Linked DNA regions of Sus scrofa: region 1 is linked to region 2. Evidence: chromatin contacts called from public Hi-C data. All regions are on one chromosome and are shown on one strand. The core of a region is the stretch at or near the end of the contact, and the rest is flanking DNA. Distances in the headings are between cores, read along the strand shown.

Evidence for each region. A called contact is a pair of places that touch in the nucleus more often than the background predicts.
Region 1: a contact with region 2 is called in a Hi-C map of psoas muscle, with 2.0 times the contacts expected there. The contact joins two enhancer-like sites. A contact is called at or near these places in 7 of 47 Hi-C or Micro-C datasets (alveolar macrophages, embryonic fibroblasts, heart right ventricle and 3 more) and 1 of 2 datasets of contacts at active chromatin or transcription factors (skeletal muscle).

What each region holds. Positions count from the first base shown.
Region 1 is chr1:43,685,469-43,688,168 of Sscrofa11.1, reverse strand. All of the region lies in intron 6 of SLC35F1 (solute carrier family 35 member F1), which reads left to right. Among named protein-coding and RNA genes, the nearest start is that of PLN, 230 kb to the right of the region's middle. Within about 2 kb of position 1,353, at least 3 of the 83 cell types and tissues checked have an H3K27ac peak or open chromatin away from gene starts, as enhancers often do.
Region 2 is chr1:43,511,401-43,514,100 of Sscrofa11.1, reverse strand. The region is part of intron 7 of CEP85L (centrosomal protein of 85 kDa-like); the gene reads right to left. Among named protein-coding and RNA genes, the nearest start is that of PLN, 54 kb to the right of the region's middle. Within about 2 kb of position 1,445, at least 7 of the 83 cell types and tissues checked have an H3K27ac peak or open chromatin away from gene starts, as enhancers often do.

The DNA.
Region 1 (2,700 bases), core at 104-2,603, 170 kb before region 2:
GTTCAGTGTCCTCTTGAGATTATACCTCTGCTGGGCCTCCCTGACTTACGACCTCTGGTAACATGACCTCCTCCCTGGATCGCTTTGGCTCCAGCAGGGTGAATAATTTACTGCTCTTGCTAATGCCTGGATTACCTCACCCTGTTTCCTCATTATCCACTCAAGCCCCTTTGTAACCTGTGCTCCATATTATATTTTCTCTATTGATCCTGGTGTGGACTGGTTTTTTTTTGGGGGGGGAGGGGAGTAGCTACTGATACAGTCTATAAGCCTATTTCCTCACATGTGTAAAGAAGATAACAATAGCAATGGTGTTATTCTGTCATGGAGATTAATTAATGTCTATAAAGTACATGACACATAGCAAGTGCTCCGTCAACATTAGCTGACAATATTCTTTCCAATTTCTTTAGCTTAAATCTCTTTGGTACAGAGCTACCAAATTCTGTCTTTAATGAGAGAGAAAACATTTCAAATAAGACATGGTTGGAGTTCCCTCGTGGCCTAGGAGTTAACAATCTGGCGTTGTCCCTACTGTGGCATGAGTTCAGTCCCTGGCCCAGGAATTTCCTCATGCCACAAGCGTGGCCAGAAAAAATGGTTATACATATACTTTGTAAATGTAGTTATTGCAGCCATTAACCCTTATGTGGTTGTAATGTGGTTGTAAAAAGTAATTTAGTTTGTTTGCCCACATTAATAAACTGTTTGAAAACCCCACATGGACAGCAAGTTGCGTCTTCGGAGGCATCACTAACATCCCTCAACTATCTAGTGACCATCTAGGAAAAGCAAATCAGCAAATTGCAGTAATATTGCATTCCCATTCTCAGCTTCATCATGTGTGCATTTGGCTGGCTGCTTTGCTCACAAAACAGGATATTCATACACAAAAACATTGGATGACCCAGCAGGGCGATTAACTGTAATGGTGTCTATATCCCATGCCCTTATTTTAATTTTTGCAATTTTTAAGAATAGGTTTAGAATGTTTAAGTTTGCACTTAACAATGTTAAGTCTGCACTCCTTGGCTCACCAATTTGCTTGTAAAGTCACACCCCTTCTCCGAGCCTGCCAATTATATATCCATTCCCTACAGGACAGATCCTTTTGGATGATGTACAAGCATCTAAAACTTAATTTGTTCAGAATGGATCTTTCTATTTCCCCCGAGAACCTGGTTCTCCTGCTCAGTTCTCTCCATCTCAGTAAATGACACCATAATTCACCCAGTTTCTAAATTAGCCAGAACCCATTGAGCCCATGGATATGCTTGATGCTATCCCTTTTCTCACTTCCTACATCCAACCGACCAGCAGGGTGTGCTGAGTCTTCACAGAGTGGCCACTTCACTTCATCTGCACGGCCACTGTGAGCAAAGCCACCAGCACCTCTTGCTTGGGCTGAGACCACACACTCCTCACTGGGCTCCTCACATGCTTCTCCCTCAGTCCTTTCTCTGCATAGTAACCAAAGTCATCTTTTAGGAATGTAGATCTGACATTAGCCACCTGCTACAAACTCCTCATTGGCTTTTCATTACAACTAGAATAAGATAACCTGTTTCTTTCCAAGACTTACAAGGCCCCACATAATCCAAATCCTGTCTAATTTTCCAATCTCCTCTCTTATCACCGCCTCACTCTGTTCATGCTGCTTAGATATTCTGGCTTCTGGAAGCTCCTGGAACTCACCTGGCCCCATCCCTGCACAGGGTCTTTTCATTTGTTGATCTCCCTGCCTAAAATATTTGCCCCCTGACTCTGCCATGGCAATCTCCTTTTAGACCTTCAGGTAAATGCTGCCTCCACAAAGAGGCCTTACCTGGTCACCCTTCCTAAAGCAAGCCACTTGCCATTCCCCATAGGAACCCTTTTCTTCTTTCAAACCACTAATGTTAACTTTAAGCTTCTGGTCTATCCTGTTGTCCATTGCATTGCTAGCCCATAGCAGAGTCCCCAGGGCATAGTAGGTACTCAGTGAATACGTGATTGAATAATTGAGTGACTGTAAAACATCAGATCTCACATGTGAGAAGCCACAGTGTGCTAGGTAAGATGATGGGAGGGTTGGAGTCTGGAACTCTCTAGCTCAATCACTTATAATCTAAATTTGTGATGCCCTCAAAAAACTGAATTAATTTTTATGTCTTTTCTCATATTAACCATAGGTTGATACTGCATTTCTAGTCACTTGATTAAAAAGAAAATGAATTATAAGTAGCATGAAACCCAAGTACAGGAAAATTGATCACTTTCAGGGAATTAACTTCTGCTGAAGAGTCAAAAGCCGTCTGACCTTGCTACAATGAGTCTTCACAAGAGGACTCGAACATATTACTGAATGAGAAAAGTGGTTATTCCATTTTCCTCCTAGGGCATTTCCACCACACTAGAGGGGGCTGTTGTACTGAGTTTGCTTACTTAATGTTCAAAATAAAATTTTTATATAGACTTGACATGGCTTTCCTTGAACTTAAGATCAGAAACATATAGAATAATGATTCACACCCTTAAATGGGAAAACCAAATTTCTCTTTGGAGGGATCACTGGTCTTCATAGTCAATGGGACTGAGTGTCCAATACCTACCAAATCCTCAGGATTCAGAGGAAGTAATTGTCACAGCCCAAATCAGACATGTGTAATCAAGGATTCCTTTGGAAAGGTTGGATATTTTGTTGTATTAAAATGTCCGAAG
Region 2 (2,700 bases), core at 196-2,695:
CTGATAACCTTGTGGTGATATCCTTCTAAGTTATTTGTTGCTTTTAATATTTTTTCTTTGTCTGTCAATTTGATTAATATGTGTCTTGGCATGTTCCTTCTTGGGTTTATCCTGTATGGGACTCTGCATTTCCTAAACTTGAGTGTTTCATTTCCCATGTTAGGGAAGTTTTTGACTATAATCTCTTCAAATATTTTCTCAGGTCCCCCTCTCTTTCTTCTGGGATCCCTAAAATGTGAATGTTAATACATTTAGTGTTGTCCCAGAGTTCCTTCACACTGTCCTTATTTATTTTCATTCATTTTTCTCTATTCTATTCCACAGCAATGATTTCAACCACTCTGTCTTTCAGCTCACTTATTCTTTCTTCTGCCTCAGTTATTATGCTATTGATTCCTTCTAGTGTATTCTTCATTTCAGTTACTGTATTGTTCATCCCTGTGTGTTTGTTTTTTAAATTTTCTAGCTCTTTTTAAAACAATTCATATATCTTCTAGGTTTGTGCCTTCATTCTTATTTTGGATCCTCTTTACTATCATTATTCTAATTCTTTTTCAGGTAGACTGCCTATCTCATCTTCATTTAGTTGCTCTTGTGGGTTGATTTCTTGTTCCTTTGTCTGAGACATATTTCTGTAATCTCATTCTGTCTAATTTTCTGTGTCTGTGATCTCTGTTACATAAGCTGAAGGAATGTAGTCCCCCTTGCTTCTGGTGTCTGTCCCCTGGTAGGTGAGGTTGACCCAGGAACTTGTGCAGGCTTCCTGGTGAAAGGGACAGGTGCTTGCCCTCTGGTGGTAGAGCTGGGTCTTGTTCTTCTTATGTGCAGGGCTTTCTCAAGGATTTGTTTAGAGGTGGCTGTGAGCTCAGTATGTCATCAGGTAGCCTGTCTGCTGATGGGTGTGTCTGTGTTCCTATTCTGCTAGTTGTTTGCCCTGAGGCATTCCAGCACTAGAGCCTGCAGGCTGTTGGATGAGGTCAGGTCTTGGTGCCAAAATGGTGACCTCTGGGAGAGGTCAAGAGTCCCTGGGAATTCTAGAACCAGTGTCTTTTCCCCCAATGTGAGCCACAGCCAGCCCCTGCCTCCGCATGAGAACTTCCAAGACCCAAAGGTAGGTCTAGCCCAGGCTCTGACTGAATTACTACTTTGAGCTGGGTCCCAGTGCACATGGATCCTTTTGTGCACACTCCAAGAGTGGAATCTGTTTCCCCCAGTTCTATGGAGCTCCTGAATTCAAGCTCTGTTGCCCTTCAAAGTTAAATGCTCTGGAATTCCACCTCCCAATGCCAGACCTCAGACTGTCTTAGGTTATTTTTATGTAGGAATGTCCCTGTGCAGCCTGTGTGGATTAATATTTTTTGGTGCGAGGGCTGTTTTAGTATAGATTCTTGACACCTCTCTCCTCAAGTGCTTGCTGGCCATTATCCCTTGATAGGAGGTGTGACTGATGCTCTGGTGACCAGAGTCTGGATACTGAGTGAGGCCTTCTCTGCTCTGTGGCTGTCGCTTCACTGTCCAGAGGCAGGGTCTGCTCCCTCATTGATGGAGTAGAGGCCCCCTCATCTGTTTCTGAACTGTGTTACTAATGTGCAGGGTGAGACAGGTAGGACTGGAGCACTCCCAGTGGGAGAACCACTGAATATTCCTCCATTGGAATTGTTCCCCTTTGAGTGTGCTCTGTTGTATTACCTTTCACCCTATGTGGGGCTCAAAAGGACACTTTTAGCACCTCCCTCAGCCCCACCCCAACTGTGGAAATGCCAGCAATTGGGCCTGGTGTCTCTCAGGTATTGTTTTCACAAGGCTACTGGTGCAGATCCACTGAAGCCAGATCACAGAACAGCAGTGGTCATGCACTTGGATCCACTGTGGCAGCTCAGACTCTGACCTGGCCCAGGCCCCATGTATACATGTCCAAAAGTCCACAGATGCTAAATCCAGACTCATCCAGCTGCGGGAGTACTTGTTGTCTGTTCTAATGTTCCGCATGTACTGTGTTTACAAAGCCAGCAGTAGGGGTATAAATTTGTGGTTCAAACAGCTGTGAGGAAAAGACTTCAGCTCTTCTTCCTTAGTTGCACAGCCCTGGGGCTCAGCTGTGGTTTCAGCCCAACCCTTCATGTAGACAACCTAACAGCATCTACTCCTGAGATTGCTGAAGCACACATGCCTGCCCAAGTGGGAGGGAACAGGGACACATGAGCAGGAGGCAGAAGGGGGCCAGGGTGGCAGCCAGGGTGCTCAGGACCCCTTTGGCAGGAGGGAGTCGAGGTGATAGTTGTAGTCTGTGAGATATTCCAGGTGAAAGGGGTCAGGCAGTGGCCCATGTGCATGGGTACACTGGGCAAGAGGGGCCAGGCAGGGGTCAGAGTGCTTGGGCCCACTCAGGCAGGAGTGTCCCCCTGAGTCTGCAGAGGCAAAGGCTGGCACATGGGAAAAGAGGCTGCAATGGCAGCCCTGCCCCTTGCACGCCACTCCACAATGGCACTTCGTCTCTATGGTGGTCCAGCCCTCCTCCATGAACACTCCCCACTGCACCAGTTCACACTCCTGCCCCCCTCAGGCCATCTCCATGCATCCAGCTACAGCCCTCTCCTCAGTTCTGTGCTCCAAACTCCATAATCCAGCATTCAGCCCCCACTGGCACCAGTGGTTGAGTATCTCAAGCTGGGGTGCATAGGGCTGCAGCACAGACCATCT